Linked DNA regions of Mus musculus: regions 2, 3, 4 and 5 are each linked to region 1. The links are chromatin contacts, called in public Hi-C maps. All regions are on one chromosome and are shown on one strand. The core of a region is the stretch at or near the end of the contact, and the rest is flanking DNA. Distances in the headings are between cores, read along the strand shown.

Evidence for each region. A called contact is a pair of places that touch in the nucleus more often than the background predicts.
Region 2: a contact with region 1 is called in a Hi-C map of liver, with 6 times the contacts expected there. The contact joins two enhancer-like sites. A contact is called at or near these places in 2 of 39 promoter capture datasets (both in liver) and 5 of 484 Hi-C or Micro-C datasets (all in liver).
Region 3: a Hi-C map of liver shows a contact between it and region 1, with 3 times the contacts expected there. The contact joins two enhancer-like sites. A contact is called at or near these places in 3 of 484 Hi-C or Micro-C datasets (all in liver), 1 of 115 datasets of contacts at active chromatin or transcription factors (differentiating embryonic stem cells) and 1 of 9 other capture datasets (embryonic stem cells).
Region 4: a contact with region 1 is called in a Hi-C map of liver, with 5 times the contacts expected there. The contact joins two enhancer-like sites. A contact is called at or near these places in 1 of 39 promoter capture datasets (liver) and 6 of 484 Hi-C or Micro-C datasets (all in liver).
Region 5: a contact with region 1 is called in a Hi-C map of liver, with 6 times the contacts expected there. The contact joins two enhancer-like sites. A contact is called at or near these places in 2 of 484 Hi-C or Micro-C datasets (both in liver) and 1 of 9 other capture datasets (embryonic stem cells).

What each region holds. Positions count from the first base shown.
Region 1 is chr9:74,322,670-74,327,554 of GRCm38.p6, forward strand. No RefSeq gene overlaps it. Among named protein-coding and RNA genes, the nearest start is that of Gm33459, 200 kb to the right of the region's middle. Within about 2 kb of position 2,297, at least 11 of the 459 cell types and tissues checked have an H3K27ac peak or open chromatin away from gene starts, as enhancers often do. A contact at or near this core is called in liver, where this site is marked.
Region 2 is chr9:74,790,937-74,795,821 of GRCm38.p6, forward strand. It overlaps Gm33562 (a long non-coding RNA gene), which reads right to left. Exons shown (of 4, transcript XR_870924.1): 4 at 1,646-1,737. Among named protein-coding and RNA genes, the nearest start is that of Gm22315, 11 kb to the left of the region's middle. Within about 2 kb of position 2,660, at least 4 of the 459 cell types and tissues checked have an H3K27ac peak or open chromatin away from gene starts, as enhancers often do. A contact at or near this core is called in liver, where this site is marked.
Region 3 is chr9:74,699,638-74,704,522 of GRCm38.p6, forward strand. It overlaps Gm40533 (a long non-coding RNA gene), which reads right to left. Exons shown (of 3, transcript XR_870920.1): 3 at 4,120-4,815. Among named protein-coding and RNA genes, the nearest start is that of Gm40533, 9.4 kb to the right of the region's middle. Within about 2 kb of position 2,569, at least 5 of the 459 cell types and tissues checked have an H3K27ac peak or open chromatin away from gene starts, as enhancers often do. A contact at or near this core is called in liver, where this site is marked.
Region 4 is chr9:74,670,441-74,675,325 of GRCm38.p6, forward strand. No RefSeq gene overlaps it. Among named protein-coding and RNA genes, the nearest start is that of Gm40533, 39 kb to the right of the region's middle. Within about 2 kb of position 2,386, at least 5 of the 459 cell types and tissues checked have an H3K27ac peak or open chromatin away from gene starts, as enhancers often do. A contact at or near this core is called in liver, where this site is marked.
Region 5 is chr9:74,653,720-74,658,604 of GRCm38.p6, forward strand. No RefSeq gene overlaps it. Among named protein-coding and RNA genes, the nearest start is that of Gm40533, 55 kb to the right of the region's middle. Within about 2 kb of position 2,427, at least 6 of the 459 cell types and tissues checked have an H3K27ac peak or open chromatin away from gene starts, as enhancers often do. A contact at or near this core is called in liver, where this site is marked.

The DNA.
Region 1 (4,885 bases), core at 1,047-3,546:
AATCATCACACATGTAAAGCCCTGATACCTTGGATATCTTGAGGGGGCAAAGCAAGAGAGAAGGATGTAATTGTGCCAATTCATCTGGCCAGGAGACTTGGGGCACAATGTCCTTTGGGCAGAATAAATTGTTATTTGGGCTCCTTGTGTTGATCATTTTGGCAGTGGTATCCTGGAGGGACAGATCCAGAGTTGCAGAAAGATGTTTGAGTGCCTGGGGCAGGAAGTCAATTAGTTATAAGACTCTCTGTGTTCTCACTCGTATTTATACAGGGCAAATTGCCATTAACTCTGCAGTGTGATAAATGGCAAATGGTTTGTATTTTACAGCCTGGTTTTAAAGCTTATGGTGTTCTATATTTTATTATTTTCTCATACATATATAAATAAAAATAATTACCCATCATGACCTGCAGTATTAAAGACATGTTCGAATGCTAAATTTATATTAGATAAGTAATAGATAGTAGATAGATAGATAGATAGATTCTGGTTTTCTTTTAGCTTTAAATTTCTTTTCTCATACTTGAAAAGAACTTCACAAATTATAATTTTAGAAGAAAATGTTTGCTAGAGTTCTTTAAGACTTTCTGTCGTTATTCCTAATGATTCTTGCAAACTTAAATTTTTAGCTGTGGTACATCTCTGCAGTTGAACCAAACAATTCTCAGATTAAAGGACTAAGAAATCAACAGTGTAAACACTCTAGTGTGTGTGTGTGTGTGTGTGTGTATTTGTATACCCTACCAACATAATTTATTTTTAAGTAATTGTTTTATTTTGGAAATTTATATTTCATTGTACTCAACCTGTCAGACCACGATAGCCATGTCTTACTATTCAGCTACACCCATTCAAATTCTTCCCAGTTCTGTCCTCCATACTTAGAGAGAGAGAGAGAGAGAGAGAGAGAGAGAGAGAGAGAGAGAGAGAGAGAGGACATCAGCATGCAGGATGCCTTCAGAACATTTAAGTTTAGCAGATCAAGGTATCAAGATAGGGGTTGGGGCACTGGGGCTGTGGGGTTCCTATTTTTCTGGCTAATCTTCTCTAATCTTCTCCATCCTTCTCTCTCTCTCTCTCTCTCTCTCTCTCTCTCTCTCTCTCTCTCTCTCTCCCCCCCCTCCCCTTCCCTTCCCTTCCCTTCCCTTCCCTTCCCTTCCCTTCCCTTCCTTTTGCCCTGTCTAATAGAAGATCTACTATGAGGGAGGAGATCATGAAGGCTCTTGATTGTGAGTGAACCCTCTACAGAAGCAAACTGTCCAATCTGTGAAGGGAGAAAAATAAATAAGTTTCTGTCCCATGGAATTGAATAAATGTCACCAGTGGCTACACAAAGGAGTTGCTCACAGAAGTTGAGCTATTTAGTCTCTCTCTCTCTCTTTCTCTCTCTCTCTCTCTCTCTCTCTCTCTCTCTGTGTGTGTGTGTGTGTGTGTGTGTGTGTGTGTGTGGTGTTGTGTTACTATATGCCTTCCATATACAGTTGGTATTTGCTTCACATTTCCAATATATGCTAATATTAGTATCCTTCTCAATTGGCATGGGCAAAACTGTGCAGTCTGGGGTATGTCTTTCTATGCTGGTCCTGACCTTTCACCTGAGATACCTTTGCTGTCCTGTGACCCATTCCACCTGTCACTAGAGCATCGCCATGGTTAAATTTTTACAGAGTGAAGAATACATCATTGCAAAGCAAACATTTCTGAGATTTTTTTTGCAACTGTGTTAAAATGCAGCTTGGATATTATCAGATACGTGTATTTACCCTGTGCTGTGTCCCACACAGCTTGTAAATATTTGATAAGTGTTACCTTCTAATTCCTGATAACATTATGAAAGTGCTAAGAAATGTTATGGCCGATAACCTTGTTCTGAGCCTGCGATTCACATTTACCATGTAGGGTTATTGATTGACTAGAACAAAATGATTTTGTTTTCAGGGAAACAAAGTCTCTCAGAGGCCACATTCAAACTTTCCCTTCATTTAATTGTACATTTTCCAAGGACGAAGATAAGATTTTTTTTTTCTTGCTGTCTCGCAAGAAGGTCAAGCTGGGTCTACGTAGACCAAATATTTATGACATGCCCGAGTGTGCAGTTCCCTAATGACAAATGTGTGGTGATGTGACACAGGGAAGCTTTTTTTTTTTTTTTTTTTTTTGTGACAGTGATGTTGACCGTCTGAGTTGGGCATTTACTTAGGCTGCGTTGCTGGGAAGCGAGTACCTGGTTCTTCATGAAGAACTGCATTTCCCAGTGAGCGAGGTCACATTCTGAGGTAAACCCTCCAAGCTCAGCACAGCCGGGTACAAAGGCACCATAGAATTAGAAAGAATCAGCCATTCTTGCACAAGCCTGAGAGAGCTTCATTCCAAGCCTTTGTTTGCATCAAACAAATTTAGTTCATTGGATAAAGCATCAAATAATTGGCCCATGGATGTGAGTCAATTAGTAAAGGGTTTGCCTCACACACAGTCAGCTCAGAGTTCTGTTCCCAGCAACATGATCGTAAACCAGATATGGTGGTGCCTATCTGTAATGTCAGCATTTGGGTGGTGAGGGCAGAGGATCCAGAGTTCAAAGCTATCTTCAGCTGTATAAGGAGTTAGAAACCAACCTGGGCTACATAAAACTCTGTCTGAAAAAAAAATAGAAAAAAAATCAAATAAGTTAAAATTTGATAGGAGAATATTTTAAAAATCTGCACACTATACCTGTAGTTGGTTAATATAAAGATTAAAAAATATTGCATGCTATCAACACATAAGATGTCAATTATCATAAGAAGCAGCAACTATAAGAACCACAAGGCAGACTGGAAAATCTGCGTGGTGTTCTTTTCTATCTCTGTACTGCTTGCAGCAAGAGTGTCCCATCAGTGAAAGTTCAAGGATCTATAGCCAGCTATGATGCTTAGAGATGTCAGCATAGATATTTGACAAAATTTTTATTTTCAAATTTCATGTATACATGTCCTAAGGATTAGCCACACATACAATGCATCTGTTTCCTGAAGCTATTGGTTCTATTTTTTTTTTTTTAAGAAAAGAAAGACGTGTTTTCTTTCTCATGACTTTAAAAGCTTTTAGGAGCAAAACAACGCCTTGATTTTTACTTGAGGTAATCTCTTAGTATGTCCTGTAGTATTTTTGAGGAACTGGAAAGCTGTTCTTGCTACTGTCCTGTGCCTGCAGCAGGCAGAGCAGGCAGAGATCACATCATGTTTCTGCCCTAGGAGCCAGATGTGTGAGAGGCAAATCAATAATACGGAAGCATTTAACAGACCAGGTAATGAAGAATTCCTGATAGTCCCCATATATGACCATCCCAAGTCCCTTCTATCTCTCCCTATTTAATAGTTTTGTGACACTGTGTGCTGAAGGAGTTGAAACATGACTGCTTCAGCAGCCACTGGGCTTCACAATCTGGGGAGATGCAGTCTGAAATCAGGAGATATTTCACAAGGACCAGGTCAGGTAGTAGCGAAAGAAAAACACTGAGTCACCTCATCAGTATTGGGTAAACAGCAGATGGCAAAATGGCCATTCCAAACAGCAGAAGCAGCTCAAAGTATAAAGCCAGGCCAGATGACTTCTTTTACCAGGGGCCCTTTAGTTTCAAGCTTGCCAAAATGATTACAGTGGATATTTACCAGGTAAAAGAATGGCTTGTGTCCTTCATGGTGTGCTCTGATTTTTAATCTCTGGAAACTTTACAGTGAAGGTAGGTCATTTAAATGCAAAGAGTTACACAATTTATTCTTTGTCACCAAATAAATAATAGCATAGCAGTTTAAATGTAGACTCTTCTGTCTCCATTGAATTCAGCTGTTATCCCTTCCAGTGAAGTTTTCTCATCTATGAAAGCAGACTAAAAATGAAAATGTTTCTAAACTTCACAGTCCTATGCTGGGCCAGCAAAATGACTTCCGTAGGTAGAGGTGTTTGCTGCCACACTTGAATGTGACATGAGGGACCCATGTGATAGAAGGAGAGAGACAACTTTTACAAGTTGCTATTGGACCTTCACAATGAATTGTACCATGTGCATGCCACACAAACACATATGTACAAATAAATAAATGAAATAGAAATAACTTAAAGCATGATAAACTCAGTCTGTCTAAAAATGTAGAATTCATTTATCATGGGACTTCACCTCAAGAAATGGCCAATGTATTCAGCCAATAATACCCTAAAAGGAAAATTAGAGACTATAACACCAATAAACACTTGTAAGATAAATGATGAATAATATACAAACATGGGGGAGGTCACTGATAATTGAAACAATTAGTGCTGGAAAATAGATTGGAATGCAGTCTTGGAAGGAAGGGAAAGCCATTTCCTGTCACAGTGTGAGAGAGGCTGTACCCTAGAGTTCAGGAGGACATTCCACAAATATTTACAATACCCCATAACAGGTTCTGGCTATGATATATGTTATCCCTAATGCTATTTTTTTTGAGCAATTTTAAACTGCTTCATTCTGTAGAATAGAAAACTAATAATAGCAGTCTCTTGAAGGACTGATAGTATAATACACATTATGGGGCTTTGAAGAACAAAACCCAAAAGGCAACAGAATGCGCTGTGCATTTGGCATACAAGGCTAGGACTGGAGTAACGAGGACACCAGGAGAATGCAATGTAAGGAAAGACCCAGCCTAACAGAAAAGAGAGCTTCCAGATACAAACCCACTGCTTCATTTGCTTTACCCTCATCCTGGCATTGGGACAGATAGAGGGCAAATAGGTTTCCATAGTAACCTAACAAAGAGAAGGTGAATGACAGATAACACATGATGGCACCAAGCAGTTATTTGGGAGCCAGTGAGATGGTAAGGACTGTAGGACAACTTTAGGTTCTGGAGATAGAACATTC
Region 2 (4,885 bases), core at 1,410-3,909, 470 kb after region 1:
GAGGGTTAGAAGACAATTCAGTGTTTTGTATTGTGATTTACTGAAGGGTCTCTTAATTATGTTTTGACAGGTACAAGCTCAGGATGGGAGCCAACTGTGCCTCAGCTCAGCAAATGTCAGATGGGATGCTCTCATAAGAGTAGTGAAGAAAACTTCCTGGGGGTAATTAATACTCCTGGTTCCCTGTTCACATGGGGAAATGTCATGGGGCCATGAACTTAGAATTCATGGGAAGGGAAAAAAAACAAAAACAAAAACCTAAATTAAATCAGAATCTGGTCATGTCCTGCCTTCCCTTCTCTGGTATGTGGGAATGAGGGGGAGTGTGGTAGGCTGAGAGCACTCACTGGACCGAGTTCATCATTTCTGCCCACTGCCATAGCAGCCTTCAGTTAGCTCCTAGTGAGGCTTCCAGCCTCTGTCTGCAGCAGAATGGCTCCCTGAATCTGAAGCTAGGATTGCCCATTCCCGGAGCCTGTCCCCGCCACTCTTGACATCCAGCCTCTTGGAACTCATGTGGGATTAAAGTGACTGGTAAGCTGGGCACGCATTGTAAACACAATGCTCTGCAAACATGAGAGGCTGAGTTGAATTCTCAGAACCTACAGGGAAAAAAAATCTGAGTATCGTTGTTCATTGCCACAACCCCGATACTGGGAAGTAGAGACAAATCCTTGAAGCTCATTGCCAGCCCGCATAGCAGGTCTACTGAGAGAGCCTGTCTCAAAAAACAAAAGTGGAGAATAATCAAGGAAAGACCTAATGCAGATGTACACACATGCAGGCACACTCATATCCACAGCCATACACCACAAATACAACACACATACACACACATACTTTATTACAGTGTGTGTGTGTGTGTGTGTGTGTGTGTGTGTGTGTGTGTTTGCATACATAACAAAACCCACATGTGGAGGTCAGAGAACAGTTTGAGGGAGTCAGTTTTCTCCTTTCACCATGGAAGACACAAAAAATCAAAATTAGGTCATCTGGATCAACAGCAAGTGCCTTTACCTACCGAGCCATAGCACTGGCCCTAAATTTTTTTCATTAAAAAAAAGTAATAAAATAAAGTGACTAACGAGCCAGGCACACAGTCAGTGCCTCGGAATCTACTCCCATGGAAACCCTCTGATCTACATCTTTACTTTCTTCCATTCCCTTGTCCATCCCAGGGAAGGAGTGGCTTCTCCACTACCACTCAGGACCTACCTACGCCTGAAGCACAGACACCATGCGTGGGTCACAGGGTAGGAAGCCAGCCTCTCTGCATCCTGGCCTTGTAGGCCATCAAAGCAGTGGCATCCATGGCAGGGCAGCAGCTGGATGCCCAGCCACTTCTCTCAACATGGTCCTGAACTTTCTCTAAGCTAAAGATGTTCTTCATTGCCCAGTTAGGGTAGAGAGAGCACAAGGAAGAGAGAATGGCTTGTTGTGTGGCACGGGGGACCAACAGTTTGTTCTTTCCAGTGTGGCCTACAGCACAGCACTTCCAGACACTAATTCCTGTTGTCAAAAGACCCTAAAGAGTGCATAAAGGCATTTGTTTATATACTCCCATTTCTAATACATAAAATAGACTTACTCTGTTGTGGTGGTGGTGGTGGTGGTTCTTCTTCTTCTTCTTCTTCTTCTTCTTCTTCTTCTTCTCCTCCTTCTTCTTCTTCTTCTTTTCCTCCTCCTCCTCCTCCTCCTCCTTCTTTCTTTCACAAGAGATATTTTCCCCTGCTCTGCCTTTCAAATGCAAGAGGAGAATGAGAACCTGAGGATCCCCAACCTTCATTCATGAATAATCATTTTTTTCCTTGTGCTTTTTTCACATTGCAATGCGTTTAAAAGGCGCTGATAGAGTGCAGACCTGACGACAAACAAGTCACGGGTGCTTTGAAATCATTTCGAGTCACCAATGTTTTGATGCCTTTTTTCCCCTTAAGCATGATGTCTTTCGTGTGAATAGTGAAAAAAAAATGTTTGTAGTAACAATTGTGGGGGTGGGGGGAGGAGGCATAGGAGGAAAAAAAAATAGAAATCCTGTTTGTGTCCATAGGTGCATTGCTGCTGTGAGGGGCTGCAATTTGACTTTGCACAAAAAGGGCCACTGAACAGAAGGTCAAGCAGCTGTCCATTTCCATATCAAAGACACTATCAAAAGGCCAAGAGGCAGTTCACCCAGCAGTCCTTTAGCAAACAATATTCTTCTCCCCTCTCATTTATGATATGTTTTTTATTGCCAAAATAGTTGAGCAAGAAGTTCTCTGGTTCATTTTCTCAGAAACACAAGTGGCTTGTGTGAGGTTGTTGGGACACGTATTCGTTCACAGAATTGGAACTTTTAAGTAATGAGGAACCATTTGAGGACACTGTTCAAAGGTTTTGCAGCAAGGTGACAAACCACAACTAAACCCAGAAGATCCAAGAAGCCCCCAGCTCCACAGTACAAATTATCACATCTGTGAGAGGAGAGCTTTACAAACACCTCAAGGATTCAGCCAGAGCCCCTTGCAGAAACAACGGGAGGAAACCACAGAACATTGGAAACTGAGACTTGTGCTGCTGGATCTATGAACTATTACATCACACCTCATGGGTGTTAGCAAGAGCCAAGCTTGGCCAATCCCTATTTGTCATGAGCCTGTCAGATTGCAACATGCCACAAAAAAGGAGGAGAACTTTGGAACCTTGGGAGATGGCTCAGTCTAGATGCTTCCCATCACAGGGACATGAAGACCTGAGTTCATCAGAGACCTTATCTCAAAAAGCAGGGTGTGTGCAGAATGATTGAGAAAGACACCTGAGCTGATGTCACTCTCTGACTCCCACATGCACACATACACATGCACCACACACATGAACACATATGCACACAAGTGACATGCACACACACACAAAGGCCAACTGGAATACAGATGGGCTGTCACCAAGGCCATCGCTCAGCATTGGTATGCTCTGTGAGCTTTGAGATGAGCAGGCCTCTGGCCACCACTAAATACACTAATTAATTAATGGAGATGGTTGGTGGAAACAGCCTTACTCTATGACCAGCCTATTGAGGGGATGGGGGCAGATTGGATCATGTGATCAGACCCACCAATGCAAGAGTCAAAGCCACATTCGCCCACTGCTCCCAGAAATGTGAGAAGAAGCTAAAGAAAGGTCCGGTGCTGCATGGATGCAGATGTGACACAAACAGCTGGGATTAGGGGAAAATCCAAGGTACAAAATAATTGCTTGAAATGAGTGGTCAGCAGACACCGATTATCATGACAGGAGGAGCATAGCCAGTGAGGTTTCGAGTCATGGGCCAGGCCAGATATTCAGGGTCTTAACGTTCCTGGGAGCTGTCTTTAAAAAGTCCTCACTTTGCCATCTTTAACCCTTTTCTCTGTAAAATGATACAAATGGCTTCTCAGTTTGTCCTTTTACTCCCACAGCAGCAGGGGACTGGATTGATCCCTCCCGAATGGCCAGTCATTAAGGGCTCAGAGCAGCCATGGAAATCACGTAGAGGTCAAGGTAGGGCAATTTCTTTGCTGCTGTGGCCATGCTTCCAAGGGGGAGGGATGCATTTATATGTAACAACTACTCTATTTTGAAAACGTGTCTTGCTATGAAGGAAAATACATTTACTTCCAAAGGTGCCAGCAGTTTTGAATTATGCCACAGAAATCTGATATAATTTCCATTTCCTTATTTCACCTTTAAAGGAGCCTTATTTAAATCATCGGTCATGTTTACAGGACCAAAAGGTGTCTTGCTTTCTTTTCATTTACATTTTTCCAAAGATGCTCTGTCTCCAGTGCTTAAGAGAAATGTCTGTGGGTAAGGAGACAAATAGAGGGAAAGGAAAGAGAGATGAGAAATGGGAGACAGAGAGGGGAAAGGGAAGGGAAGGGAGAATCTGAACTTGGTCCCTGCACAGGCTGTTTCAAGAAGCAACTTCGGGGAGGCTAGAGAACAGCTGAGTTCGGATCCCCATGAGTGTGTAATCCCAGCTCTGGGAAGAAGGAAACAGGTAGATACCTGGGGACCTCTGGCCAGCACGTCCAATTGCATCAGTGAGCTTCAGGTTTAGTGAGAAACCTTGTCTCAAAAACTATAGTTGAGAGCAACTGAAGAAGACTTTAGGTTTCAACTTCAGGCCGGCACACATGCATGCACTGGCCACAAACCCTGCTCCATGCAGGCTTAATGGCAGTGTTGGGGCATCTACCTTCTTTCTTTCGTCAATTAAAATAAAAATCAGGGACAGGCAGCAGCCTGGAAGGTGACTCCACAGTTAAGAGCTCAAGACCAGAGTGTGATTCCTAGTGTCCACATCAGGTGGCTCACAACCACCAAGTGTTCTGATGATCTCTTCTGGCCTCCTGAGGCACCAGCATGCATGAGGCATTCAGTCACACAGACATGAAGTGACAACTTTGGAATTCTGCTTTCTTTCGAAAACATAGAAATATTGTAAGAATGTGCTTTCATTTTAATCCCAGGTGTAGGGATGTGGGGCTACTTCAGACTGACCACAGCAGCTGACTATGATTTACCTCGTGCTCAACCAGAGGAGTGGTTTTGCCAGCTGTAGATAATTTCTGAGATTGTGTGACGTTTGAAATTCTGGGAACTTTCAGGGGATATATAAATGCCAGAGCTCTAGTAGATTGGTTGTTGGTTGGTTGTTATTTCAGTTTGTTAATAGTCATGCTTAAAGAAGGAAAGAAAGAAATTAGATTCAGGATATATCTATCTATCTATCCTTCTTTCCCTCCTATCTAGTGATAGGGAGTGAAACTTGGTGATGGGATAAATAACCCACAAAGTAGCAAAGACCAGCTAGCTACATAGATACACACATATATGTACATAAATTAAAATATTTTTTAAATCCTAT
Region 3 (4,885 bases), core at 1,319-3,818, 380 kb after region 1:
TAAAATTAAGCTTGGCTTCGCTGTCCCCATCTCTTTCATGAGGCAGTACTAAGTGAGCACCTACTATTTACAACACAAGCACCATCAGAGCACATTCTGGAGATGGACTCCTCAAGTCGGAATCCTTTTTTTAATTTAATTTTATTTTATTAGATATTTTCTTTATTTACATTTCAAATGCTATCACGAAACTTCCCTATACCCTCCCCCACGCCTTGCTCCCCTACCCACCCACTCCCACTTCTTGGCCCTGGCGTTCCCCTGTACCAGGCAAGACCTAGGGGACTCTCTTTCCGATGATGGCCGACTAGGCCAGTTTCTGCTACATATGCTACTAGAGACAGGAGCTCTGGGGGTACTGGTTAGTTATATTGTTGTTCCATCTATAGGGTTGCAGACCCCTTCAGCTCCTTGGGTACTTTCTCTAGCTCCTCCATTGGGCTGGCAAATACAGAAGTGGATGCTCAAAGTCGGAATCCTTGACCCACCACTGAGAAGTACTGCAAATTCTCTGACTCTCCTGCCCTTCCTTTTCCTCATCTGTGTAATGGGCTCAGCCGCTCTCTTCTCTCACGAGGTTGTTATGAGAGCCAAGTGAATTAATACCTATAAAAGACTGTCAGGCAAGAACAAGTGCCCAGTTATCTAGGACTGCCATCATTAAAAAAGGGAGGGCCTCAAAGTCTTGATGCCTGAAGCTACGACAGATCCATAAGCAGATTGGGCAGGGCTTTTCTCATTGTTTGGGGGGAGAGTAGGGTAAACAATGCTACTCCAAATCAAACTTGACCCCCACTTCATTCAAAAATCATACACTTACCCTTTTATTAATATGTTTGCTATTCACCACATGTGATGGGCATAGAAGAGAAGTCTTTTTCTCAAATTCCCACCTAACAATTTATGATCGTGTGTGCGTGTGTGTGTGTGTGTGTGTGTGTGTGTGTGTGTGTGTGTGTGTATTCATGCTTTGCATGTGCACATGCTAGTAGAAGCCAGGGGTCGACCTAACACGTTCCTCAGGAGCTGTCCACCTTGAGACTTGGGCAGGCAGGGCAGGCTGGGCAGCAGCCCCAGGGACCCTCTCATTTCTGCTTCCCTGGCACTAGGGTTATAAATACACTCCACCTTGTTCTGCCTTTTTAGTACGATTTCTGGGAAATAAAACTCATGTCCTCCCACTTACACATCAAGCTCTGTCTCCACCGAACCATCTTCCTGGACCACAGTTAGAGTTTTTTGACTCTGACATTTAAGTTACCTAAGCACTTTGTGGCTTAAATGGGCCCCCAAGCTACAGCTGGCGTCACATGCTATCTCCCTTTAATTTTCTCTAGTTAAAAACAAGATCTCAGTCCCAGAATGCTTATTCTTTTTCACACTCAAAGAAACCCAAGAGCACATACTCACCCCATCTAGTCGATCAGGTTTTTTGTCTCTTCTTCTCCCACACCCCCTCCCCCTCTTCCTCCTTTTTCCTTTTGATCCATCGTGCAGCAATCAACTGTAATGATCTAGTAGCAACCCCGCCCACTCCTTAAGACAGCTGTGATGACTGCTAGGGGACCTTCCATGGTTCAGTTTCAGTCTAGAGAAGATAGGAGACAGCAGAATCAACAGTCTGCAATCCCTGGCCAAACTAAGGCTTTGAGGCACCACTTCCTTCTCAGATGATTTGCATAATTTGGATCTATTTTCCAAGTTCCCTTTCAGTATCTTGTTTTGAAAGGAGGGCTCAGGGTGTGTCATCAGAACAAAAGGTTGATGCTGCCTGTCGACTCCTGCTAAATAATGCATTTGGAAAGAGAGACACCAGGAGACACCAAGGCTTCTTGGCTTCTGCTTATCAGCCTAGACTCAGTTTAATTTCCCAGTTCACACTTCCAAAATCTGGGCAGCAGCAATGTCTAGTTAGCTACATGACCACGTCCTTCAGGGTGGTGGGCGAGGGCAGCTGGGCAATAGAAGGCTGCTAGTTTGTGTTGATTGTGTGGCCTGGCCTGAAGAGCCTCCTGGGACCAGCGGTGGTGTGCAAATTAAAGTCGGCCTGGCCTGAAGGTCAGCAGCCGTCCCCCAGCAATGACTGGCCGTCCCAGCCCACTGCCCTTGAGAAATTGGTATACTGCAAAACATATTTGCTCAGACACAGAGAGAAAACGATTCTTCACCTAATTACATCCATTTGGCTCTGGACACATAGATCCGGTCCCTTTATGAGGAAACAAAGCAAGCAAGAAAGAGACGACCACACTTCTCTGTTTCTAAAAATCTCTCCAGATGTTCTATGGGCAAGCTGTGTGACAGAAGTGAGATGGTATGCCCGTGTGCTTTGTGAATATACATGCTACATAAACAGAGGTGGCAGAAAGCCAAATCATTGCAACCTACTGTAAGACTTCCTTACACAGATAGTGTAGACAGGATTCATCTACAGATGGCTTCTAACCACTAATGCCTTCTCACTAGCCTGTGGCAAAACAGCATTCTCTCTCTGTCGCAGAGGCCTCTGAGCCTGGCAGTTCAGCCTTCAACTCTTTAAGGCCATGTCTTTATTCATTGGCAGAAAAGGCTGTGTTAGCCAAGCATTTCACATGTAAGTGACATCATTAACTAAGAGCCGAATCAATGGGAAGAGGAACCCAGAGGAATGTTCCAGAAGTAACTATGTCATAGTCTGGGATCCATACAACCTTGGGATTTCAGTCTAAGGAGTCTGGTATTTTCAAGTTTGGAGGGGCAAAAACAGAAAGTAGTTTTGCACAAGGAGGTCACAGAGCCTTTGTCTGCTCCGAGGTCTAACCAGACAGTCACCTTCAATCCTTGTCTAATTCTTCCCCGTTCTCATTCCATCTACATTTGCTCCTCCAATTCTATCTTTTTACATCATTCATTGACACTAAAATATGACATTTTTCTCAGGTTTAGTTATCTTTTAACAGAAATCAATGCTAAAGAGATAAAACTCAGCACATATCTCAGACCTTGGTCATGGACGAATGTCAGGTCATGCCAGCTTTTCCGGCATTGCCGAGCAGCCAGGCCTAATAGAGGTCACCACTCCCCCTGACCTGTGCTGGGGTCCCAGCACCATTGCCTATGGCTACAGCTTTCTATCTGTAGTCATGCAAAAGGCTAGAAATCATCTCCAGCATTTGATCCCGGAGCCCTGTGAAAATATGGTCTCAAAGAAATAAGGGTAAGAGGACAGGGAGAGCGGCTTTTGGCCCTCACCTCCCCCAAATTCACCTGAAAAGAAGGTGCTCATTACCACACAGTTACCACGAGGAGGAGCCTTGCAGAAAGCAGCAGAGTCTTTCTCAGAAAGGCTTTTGAAACCCCCCAGTTTAATGGGATTGTACAGCTTAAGAACAAAGAGTTACAAAACCCTAATGTGCCGCTTACGACGTTATCGCCAACCTAGTTTCCAGTCTTTAAGGGAGCACGGTGGCTTTTCTAGTTATTTTGTCTTAATTTGCAAGCAGTCCTGGCTGAATTGTTCATTTATTTCTAAGATCATGTCGTTAGTTACAAGGTTAAGATTCAAACGGGCAGGGGAGAAGAAAAAGGCTAGCTGCTAGCAAGAAAAATGGATCCTGTGACCTTTAGCAAGCATTTTGGTTGCAAGGCACGGGTTTCATTACAGCTAATGGTGAGAGCAAACACGGGCAGGAGTGGGCCCTTCACCTTCAGCCCCACGGGAGTCCCAGCTGCAGGTTCTATCTGGCTCTCCCACCTGCACAGCCGGAGCACCTTTGGGTCTCATTCTAGAAGAGTTTTCTCTTTGTTCTTGACCATAAGCATGTCTTATTCTTGAGACCATAGTGCACCCCTAAAAACAGGCTTGTCTGCCTGGATTCATGAGTTCAACCTTAAGAGAACAATTTTATTCAAATGATGTATACTAATATTTAGCTCGGAAAGAAAGTAGTACTAAAAAAGAGGAAAAAAGGGAGGGGAAGAGGAAGGGAAAGAGGGAAGAAGGGGGAGGGAGGGAGGGAGGGAGGGAGGAGAAAGGAAATATAAAGAGATTAGATTGACAATATATAGAAAAAAGGAGGAAGGAGGAAGAGAGGGAGGAAGGGAAAAAGGGAGAGGTGGAGGGAAGTAATAGAGATGTATGTTATGTTTTAACCTTCAATATATAATAATTCAATATTCAATAATAAATAAAAACATATTAACAGATCTTTTCCACCATGTCTAGTGGTCCATTTGATCCAAACTTGGATTTAAGTTTTAAAAGGCAAAAGAACAGAAGGAAGAGAGAGAGGCAGAAAAAGCAAGAGCGGCTCCTTAAATTCCACCATTAAGTGTGATGAGGGATGGTTTTCAGCCCCTAGACAGCTCAGGGCACTTCATAATAGAATCCAGAGCCTTTCACCCCTAAGTCACTGATTTGAATCCAAGCCAGGACACTATTGACAAAAGGCCATTACCTCTAGGTGCTGTCTGATGGCCCATGTGGAATGACTTGATGCTCCCTGTCCTGAGCCATGTGGACAGTTGCCCACGTCACCTTGTCAGTTTCAAAGGAAAATCAGATGAGCTGATGGATATAGAGACCAAGGCCCTCACACTGTGAGCTGGCGCCCTTCGGGTCAGAGTGGAGGGCACCAACTCCAATGTGTGAATCGGTCCCGATGTCCCTCATCACTTTCCAGGACATCAATCCATCTCACTCCACCATCACCTTCGATAGGGACAGAGGCTTTTTAAAATCATGGCTGGGACTTTAGCCCAGATTTATCTCCATTTTACCAGGCATGAGAGGTTCCCAGTGATGGATGCCACTTATATGAACTCTCAGTTCATCACCTGAAACAGAAAGAAGCAGTTGGTAACACCAGCATCGAGCCTTTGAATATCCAGTGTACAAATCAAATGT
Region 4 (4,885 bases), core at 1,136-3,635, 350 kb after region 1:
GAGCAGACCTGGAGGGTAGCACTCTCCTTAGTTTCAGTGGGCAGAGTATTCTCTGCAGGCAAGCTCTCTTCTTGCAAGGCAGGTACCCAGATATCTGGTGTTCGAACCAGACTCCTGGCAGAAGTTGTGTTCCACTCACTAGAGGTCTTAGGATCACGTGTGGAATCCTGTGTGGGCCCTTGCGGGTGTCAGGCGACTCAGCTGGCAAGGTAGCCGGGGCTCGAGTGGAGTGGAAGGGGTTTGTGCCCCAGATCAAGCCCGGGTAGCCTGCTTCCCTATGTACCGCAGTCTCAAGTTCCGCGCGATTGGATTGGGGCAGGCACTGTGATCCACTCACCAGAGGTCTTAGGGTCCCGTGGGGAGTCCCGTGTGGACCCTTGCGGGTGTTGGGCAAGACTCCTCATTTTATGATCTTGAGATTGAATCCTAAGCCTGTGTTTGCTAAACAAGCACTGTCCCACTGAGCTCCATCTCCAGCCCAAGAATACACTTAGTCTTATAATAATGCTGTTACCACAAAAGCTGTCAAGTTAATGAAGATGATAGATATGATAATAATTCCAGTCACATGTTTCTTGATGAATATGTAGATCAAAACAGGACATGTATCAGATAAGTAGATGTAATTATTACCTTTCAGTTAAATACAATAAAACTAAATTTTAAAAACCACTTCAAATTCATGGACCATGAAGAGTAATGTTGTAAGGTGACTGAATGGACAAGACACTTAGCATTGCTCAATTCTTGCTCAGACTTCTCTTTTAAGAGTAATAATTATTTGATTTATCTGACTTGACTGGCATTTTATATCCTAGCCATTCAAACTTGCCGTCTTACAGATTCAATGGAGACATTGCAGTCCTCTATGGTAGCATGTGATGCACAAGCTGATGGTAAGCTACTCTTCTGAGTGCTGACCAATGACATAGGCCACCATGGGGGGTCTGATAGGAGGCCAGGCTGGCAAATCCATTGCCCTGCAGGCATGTGGGAGCTGGGCTGCAAGAGAAAACAAGACTGAACAGTATACCCAGATGTTCTACCAAGAGCAAAGGTTGGAGCTAGGCATGCTTCACCAAGGTTAAATCAACACTGAACATAATTTGTTCCCTGGGCACCTTTATCATGATGAGCATCTCATGAATACATCATCTGAAAGTGGCCCAAAGTCTAAGGTACCGTCCTCTTCACCAGAAAGCAAATGTCAATGTTTTCCACGAACAGAGTCCAAATGCCAAACTTGAGAGGAAGCACTTGAATTAATATGCTAGTTAAGCAGCACTGACCTATCCCCCACATATGCTAAGCAAAGGGCACGGACTCTGGGCAGCTTCCAACCCACTAAATCAAAACCAAGTGTTACGCAGTTAGTGTCCCATAGAGGATCTGTCCCTTCCATGTTGTGTTTAATTTCCCAATGCTACTACCTGGAAAAGAAAGCAGGACATAACTGGTCAAAGGTTGTCAGAGTGCAGCAAAACTTGATAAGACCAATGGAGTTCTGCCCTTGTTTAGAACAGCAAAATGTCCCCGGGGATGGGGAGGGGTGATACAGTAAGTAAAGGATGTAGAAGACTCACAAAGCCGGAAGTGTATGTTAGACTTAGGGTTGGTGTGTATCAATCACAACATGCTATTCCCTCATGCTCAGAAGAGATTAATCATCTAGATCCAGTTTTGGTGCTTCCTCAGAGTTCATACACCAGGTTGGGTTTGGTCTGACCTGATCTCCATTCGTTGCTTTGCTAGAGTCTGGAGTGATTTGATGTGGTTTGGATTAATTGGTCGGTTGTGCTGGTTTGGTACTTTGGCTTGATCGGGTCTTATTTGGTTTGGTTTGGTTGGTCTGGTTTTTGCCTTCAGGCAAGTTGTTCCCTTGAACACAGTGTGGCCAAGGAACACAGGCGGACTGGATTTTCTTTGCTGCCAATGATTGTACTACAAGGTCAGCGTGTGAACAGTCCTCAATGATTGGAACTTCCCTTGGTTCAGGGAACAATCACTGAAGCTTCCAGTATCTGTTCCAGCTGAGTTAGGCAGACTGTGGTCAGTCTTGGGGCTCTGAAGTGTTGCAATGATGAGCAGAGTGTCAATTAGCCGACCAGTTTCAAGGCTGAATTCAATGTTACAACTCAAGCCTGCCACTTAACCATTTTAGGATCTAATCATTGTAAAACAAAAGTGAGCTGCCGTCAAACGACCATATCCGCAAATATGAAGTAATTTGATTAGTCTTTAAGAGATTTTTACATCAGTCAGTCAATTTAACTACCAAGAACTTGTCCAATGATTAATCCATGTGCTAGGAAAGCAAGAGGGGGAACTGTTCGCAGAAAGAGAAGGAACGAGGCAGAGCAGGGAGATAGGGAACAGGGGGAAGGACAGTGGGGGAGGAGAACACAGCAAAGTACATGTAAGAAAACACCATGGTGAAATCCATTACTCTATGCTAACCTAAGAAATTAATTAAAAGAAATTTCACCAAAAGTTCTTAAACATAGAGTTCATATGAATAACCTGATACAACAGGGGTGTAGGTAGATTTTTATGAAGAAAATCATGCACTGCTGTTTTATTGTTTCATTCTTCCAAATAGACGCAAACCTGGCCAAAGAAGAATAGTAAAACTGGGTGTAGGCCATCCTTCTCCAACCACAATCCCCCTTTATACAGAACTCTGGTGCCCAAGGATTTGCTTCTGGCCAGCTCCTCGGACACTGGGAAGATTTCACTTTCAGTTGGTGTGCAGAAGTCTCTGAGTCCCTCCAAGTGGGGTACTTAGCAAAATGAGAGCATTTTTTTGTGTGCCGAGGATGTAGAAAGAAACAAAAAGAGACATGGGCAGAGGGTTTACAGAGTGGTTGACATCTCTCTGTCTCTCTCCATGTGAGCCTTGGCTGGGAAATGCCCTCCTGTGCCTGGGAAGCAGGAAGCAGAGCCATGAGTGCAGGGCTGAGCCAGCACAGAGCTTGTAAATCTCTGTTTGTTAGGGAGAGAAGGAGAAATACTGACTCAGTCACAGGAAATAGATTAAATAAAGTTTCTTCCCAGAAAGACGAGGCCAGCTTAGCGCTTTCCATTTTGTTCCCGATTACTCATCTTTAACATCCAACTCACTGTATCCAAGGAGGACCTGAGAGCTGAAAAGGAGCAGCTCAGAGGAGATGTGTCAGAAAAGAGACCATCCCCCAGTAGCTGTCAGCTGTCATTTGCTCCCACACTCAGCATCTGGACCCAGCAGCTTACACCACACACATGTTCATTTGAGCAGAGGGTACCTGGACTTAGTGGGTGTTGTTTTATTAAATTGGGATGTTGTAGATATTAATTTGGAATGGAATGGGAGGTATATTGGGGAGTTGGAAAAAAAGGAAGCGTATGATGGGTATGGCCAAGATAGAACGTATATATGTATATGAAATTTTCAAAAATAATGTTAGTAAAAAATATAATTTTAAATTCATAAAAAGAAAAGAGACTAGTCTGGATGTATTTTCAATATAAGTATTATCTGCAAAAAGAGAGGGAAGGGGAAAGAAAGAAAAAGTATTTTTTAAACTTAAAGACTGAAAATATTTTCAGAAAGTAACTGCGGTGTGGTTTTTATGGCCAACTAAGAATGAGAGGCTCCCAATTGGCACTCCTGTTACCTGGTAGGTTAATCTGTTTATTTTCAACTCATGAGATAATTTAAAAGGTTTTTGAATGCTTGTCCACTTCCTCTGTCCCTTAATATCTTACCTGTAAGGTCATCTGATTTCCAATCATACATCCTTCTATCTGGGGCCTTTCAGATCCATAAGCATTTTGAAGCAACCCCTGTATTGTTTATTCAAGTCAATGGACTGATCAGTCACTAGGAAAATATGTAGCGGCACGTAGGTGGGAGGAGCAGGGACAGGAAAGGGCCTGGAGAGAACAAAGTGTGCTCCTGGACCATGAAGAGCTCACTGTATACTGTGAGGAGCAAAATGACAAACATCAAATGGTCGATAGTCCAAGGGGAAGAAGAGAAACCATGCATGGAGTATACGGAGCACTGCTTGTATAAGATTGACATGGGAAGAAGGTTCTGGAAGTTTTGATTGGTAATGGAAGACCCAACACTAAACTGCACCTTGAAAAACATACTAGTTTGCTGAAAAATAGCTAGTGTGCTGTGCTAAAACTGGAAAGCAGAGAAAGGGGTATTGAAGTCAAATTTGTGACCCATAGAAACATTCTTAAAATGCTTACAATTGGACGGCTCTTCATGATTAGAAAAAAACTTAATAAGTTAAATATGGAAAATGGCAATTAAGCATAATAAAGCTTCATATGAACAACACATAAACCACATTGGAAGGAATGAGGGAATGTCAAAAGCTTTTCTATGACTGGGGAAAATGTAATGGGTCTATTTTTCATGTTTCTATCCAACATTGTCCAAGTCTGCTTTCTGTTGTTGTGATAAACACCTAAGAAAAACCTACTTGGGGAAGAAAGGGTTTATGGGTTTATTACCTCTTCCAGGTTACAGTGCATCATTGAGGGACCTGAGGACAGGAGATGAAGCAGTAAGCTGCAAGCAGGCACTAAAGCAGAGACCATGGGGGAACACTGCTTACTGGCTTGCTTCTTCTACCTTGCTCAGCAACCTTATCTGTGCAGCCCAGGCACTTGACTAGGGATGGTACCACGCACAGTGGACTTGACCCTCCTATATCAATTATCAATGAAGAAAATGCCCCCAAAGATATGCCTCTATGCCAATCTGATTAAGGCAATCCACCATTTGGAACTCTCTTTGTAACTCTGGGCTATGTCAGGTTGACAGCTGAAGGTAACTATGGGAAGGATCATTCTAGAAAAACTAGTCAGAGAAATTAGGAGAAAGAAAAGA
Region 5 (4,885 bases), core at 1,177-3,676, 330 kb after region 1:
TATAAGCCTAAACGTAGCCCTCAAAAGAAGCATTTTGCAGAGAGAGCAAAAAATTCAATCTCTTGAGAACGTTTAAAGTTGAAGGAGATTTGGCATCTAGCAGGAGCTTCAAGCTAATCAGATGCTCTGTCAGAAGGTGAAGCTAGAGAAAGTCCTGCCTAATTGGGTTGGCTGCCTTAATGGGCCAGAAGTCCACAAGTCAGAGTGACAGATATATTCAATTCAGCCATCTGGAATTGGCTGTATAAAGGATAAAATAAAATGGGTCAGTTTTTCTGGGACCACTAAGACGTCTATACCCAAATAGACTGAAGGTGTCTGTCTTTGTGAAACTGTTTGTGACAGTGTTACAGTAACTTTAAACTCTTTGTCTTGTTTTCAAAGAGTTAAAAACCAAATAAATAAAATTATTCATTTTTAACATCCTTCTTAACTACTGCCAACCAACTAAATTTGTCATGAGTTTCACCAATCATGTCAAGTTCTCTTCCAAATTCCTTTACTATATTAAAAGTATCCTTTGCAGGTTTTCACTAAGATATGAGCTCCATTTTTTCCATCTTCTCAGAATATCACCAGATTCATGCAATTAATTACATTCTTATCTGTCTAAATGGAGTAACTGGTTCTGTAGTGTGCTAAACATTTGGGATTTAATAGAACCCAGCCTTTAATGTTAACTTCCATCTTTCACATCAAAGCCTATTGAAATAGTCATAGAAGAGATGGAAATAGCTTGTTCCATGATGGATCCACCCTTATAATTCTTTCTGTTGACTGTCTCCTGCCATCTCTACTTTACATTTCTACAACACAATAAGCACTTGCCAGATAAGTTGCTCTACAGACATCTGTATTTCAGACTCTCAGAGTAGAATGAGACAAAGGTATATGGTGGAGGTGTAGAGCAGTCAGGTGCCTGTCCACGTTACTATGGCCCCCACCAGATCTCATCCTACCCAGGAACGGCACCCAAACTACTGGCTACATGAGATGTAATGAGTTAATAGTGTCCCCCAAAATTCATGTGCACATGAAGCCTCACAATTTCCCCTTGTCTGGAAATGGGATCTTCAAAGGTAAAATTTTGATAAGAATGTCATGGTTAGATGATCTTAGGATTAGTCTGGTTCAAAAACAAGGACCCACTGAAATTATTATCTGTCTAGTGACACACACATTACTGCATTTCCCTTGTTCTGTTACCTCACAGAAAATATCTCTGTAGGATATTTTCCTGGCTTTCCATTCATTTTTTTGCAAGTAGACAGTGTTTTAGTGATGCTGATCTTGCTCATACACCTTTTTGTTTCTACTCTAACTGGTACACCGCCAGCATTCCTACAAGGGTGTCCACCACTAAGACCAGCACTTTTCATACCTTTGTTTCAGCCAGCAAGATTTTAAGAGTCATTAAAGCTAATTTGCATATTCTTAAGGAAATCACCTTTTGGATTAAATTGGCCAAATAACTAAGATGATATTTTTCTACACTCACAATCAACCAAGCTGATAAAATAGGGTTTTAAAAGATGTGTTTTATATGTTATGCATGGATTCTGTATATATATGTATATATATATATATATATATATATATATATATATATATATATATACACACACATGAGTGCAAAGGCTTGTGGGAGCAGAATCTACCTACAAACAATATGAGCAGGTGCCATTCAAACAGAAGGTAAGCATATGCATGACTGGAAGAAAAGTCAAATCAAGACAAGCTCACTCCTACAGGGTGTAGAATTCTGTCCAAGAAGGTAAATAAAAGCAGGGTAATGGAGCTGGAGAGATGACTCAGTGGGTAAGAAAGGACACGATGACCTAAGTTAGAGTCCCCAGAACCCACAGTGGGATAAGTCAGTGGTCAGTTCTTTCCCTTAGCATAGACTCTAAGTCTCTGGTATATAAATCAGCTCTCATTCTCTGAGTGAACCTCTTTGTTTCTAAGGCTTCTTCTCTATTCTCAGTTTTTTCTGGTATCATATGTGTGCTCACTGAGGACATCCAGCATGCTAGACCTTGGTCTTAGGACTCTTGCATGGATTTATCTGTCAGTACTAGATGAAGCAGCTGTGTTTTCTAACCCCATTTTACAGATGTGAAAACTAAATTATCCAGAGGCTAAATTGTCTGGAATCACACATCTATGAGAAAGATGGATTCTAATGCAAGAAGTAAATCTCCATGCCAACATGCTGAGCCAAGACTCTGAGATTCCTCTCTGTCAATTGATGGTTTGCTCTCCTCCTCTGTGTAATGCTATTGGGAAGACTGAGTATCATTTCAGCATTTGTATTAGCATTCAATCTGTGCCCTGGCTGCATGGCTCTGACAAGCTCTGATAATAGTGACTGTGAGATCTGATCCAGCCACATCAGATCTTGCTGGGACCTCAGGCATTGGACTCAGTCCCAGACAATAAACCCAGTAGGCAGAGGAGCCAAACCCCAGCAGCAGCAAGCAGTCCTCTTCCTTTGGCCATGCACCCAGGAAGCATTTCGACTTCTGGAAAAGAAAGAAGAAATCCTAAAAGGAGAAAGGGGGTGGGGACATCATGCCTTAGGAAGAGAGTGAAGGAAGCAATAGGAAGGTGGATCTTTCTTTTTTTTTTCTCTCTCTCAAGAATCTCTGGGTATGAGGAGGGGTGGGAGAGAGAGAGAGAGAGAGAGAGAGAGAGAGAGAGAGAGAGAGAGAGAGAGAGAGAAGCAGCGGCAGCGGCACCAGCAGGGAATGCTGGAGGGTGGACTTCAGTGGCTGAAGTATCTACCATTGACCAACAAGGTAAATCAAATCTGCTGCCAATACATTCTTCTGCCGTCCAGATAAAAACGGCAGACTAAGCCGCTGAACTTTCACCCTTCACCCCCGCTCTTCAAGCCAAAGTACAGATTAAAAAAAATCAATAACCCCAATCGATGGGAAAATATTTTTAGTCTCTAACTGAACGATATGTTTTGACAAGGCCAAGGAGGAGCACAAAAGAATGGCAAAAGATAAAAGACAGAAAATTAGGAATTTTCTTTATTAGGCGAGTTGGAAGCACCAATCGCTCTCTCTGTCCCCCAGTGACATCCGTCCAAATTACCTAGCAGTAAAGAAATACAGTGTAAGGAGATGGATTTACAAAATGGAATGATTCGCCACTATGCACCTTACAACCTGCGATTGCTACCGCTTTCCGTTACCATTCTCAAGAAAGCAACCCAGAAATGCCTGCGTTCAGAACACAGAAGCATATCCCCTAAGCAGAAAGTGCAAACAATGAATCTGCCGAGTTCTCCGCCCCCACCCCAACCTGAACGCACATCCACCACTAAACACGTCAGAAAGCGTTTAGAATCCTTCCAATTTGGCTCCATTTCCTCACAAAATATCCACTGTTTTTCATAACCCAGGACCCTGGAGGCACTTTCATAACTGAGCAAATTAAACACATCGTATCACTGGGTCTTGTGAAGCCTTGAGCAGTGATTTATTTTTGTGCCTCACCCGAGCCTGCTGTATTTTCTAAAATTATTTCACTTTTTCCCACCTCTATTGAATAAAAGTAATGAAGAAGCATGGTACCCAAAAGAATATAAACAGGAGTCACACAGCAAGGTCGTTCGTTTATGCACAAGAAAATTTTGGAGCCAGGGAACAGCCCTAACAACCAATTAACATGTTCAATTATTTATGCCCGTCACGATTGGTAAAGAGATAGATTTATGGGATTCAAAGAATCTATAGAAACCCGATAGACTGAGGTTGGAGCACTAGCAGCCCATTTGGCTTATTTATGCATTTCTTTCTTTACTCTCTGATATCAATACTCCATCTATTGTCCAGTGGTCTTTGATGTGAATTTAATGACTGCCATTTGACTACAATTCCATATTTGGTTCTTTTAATAGAAGCTTGGATATATATTTCTTTTATAAACACAGACTTGGGCTGAGGGTCATCACCACATGCTGGTAGCCAATTCAACTCACAAAAATAAAATCAGTCAATCCAGTAAAACAGACTGCCAGGCTCACACTTCACCATCATGTATTTTTGGCACTCTATGCTATACGACTGGTCAAATCTGACGTTGTTAGTAAGTCACTTTATTGTTAGGATCAACACATCCAAATAGCAGCTATCATTTTGGAGGATGAAGAAGTGTAAATAGGCCAGTTTTCCAAGATTAACCCCATAAGATCCCACACCCTGCCTTATACACCTGGATCCTATTTATCCAAGTGGCAGAAATCTGCCTAGGCTGTTGTTACCATCTCTTAACAGGCTCCCCATGTAATAGGAACTTGCCATGACTGTTAGCCATGGGCTTCCCTCTCTCTAACCATAAAATCATGATCTCTTTCCTGAGCATCTGCTATGTATGTCGGGCTCTCTGCACCTCACACTTTCACAAGCCTGATTTCATTGGTCCTCAGAACAAACCTACAAGATAAATAGTACTAATGCAAAATTGCACAAAAGATGAAGTGATTGCCTAAGACTACACCAGCTAAGTGCTAGAGACAGTGGATAAATCAGTGTCTGTCTGATTCTAACATCTACACCACTACCTCATTCACCTATGTTTCTGCTACCAAGACAGAATAGATCTGATCAGATTCGCTGTCTATAGGAGTTGAAATGACCATAGACTCACAGCTGATATTTCACTCATTCTGCCATCTTCAAATGAACGTGATGGGCACTTTAAAGCCATTAACTAGTATGGATGCATTCATTATTTTAGATCCAAAATATTTACATGGCTACATGTCCTGATAAATTCATACCAGGACCCTGGTTAAGGAATATTTGTCCTAGCAAGGTAAAAGATTAAAGCGTTCTAAGTACACATAAGGACATCCTGAGTGCACCTCACCAGG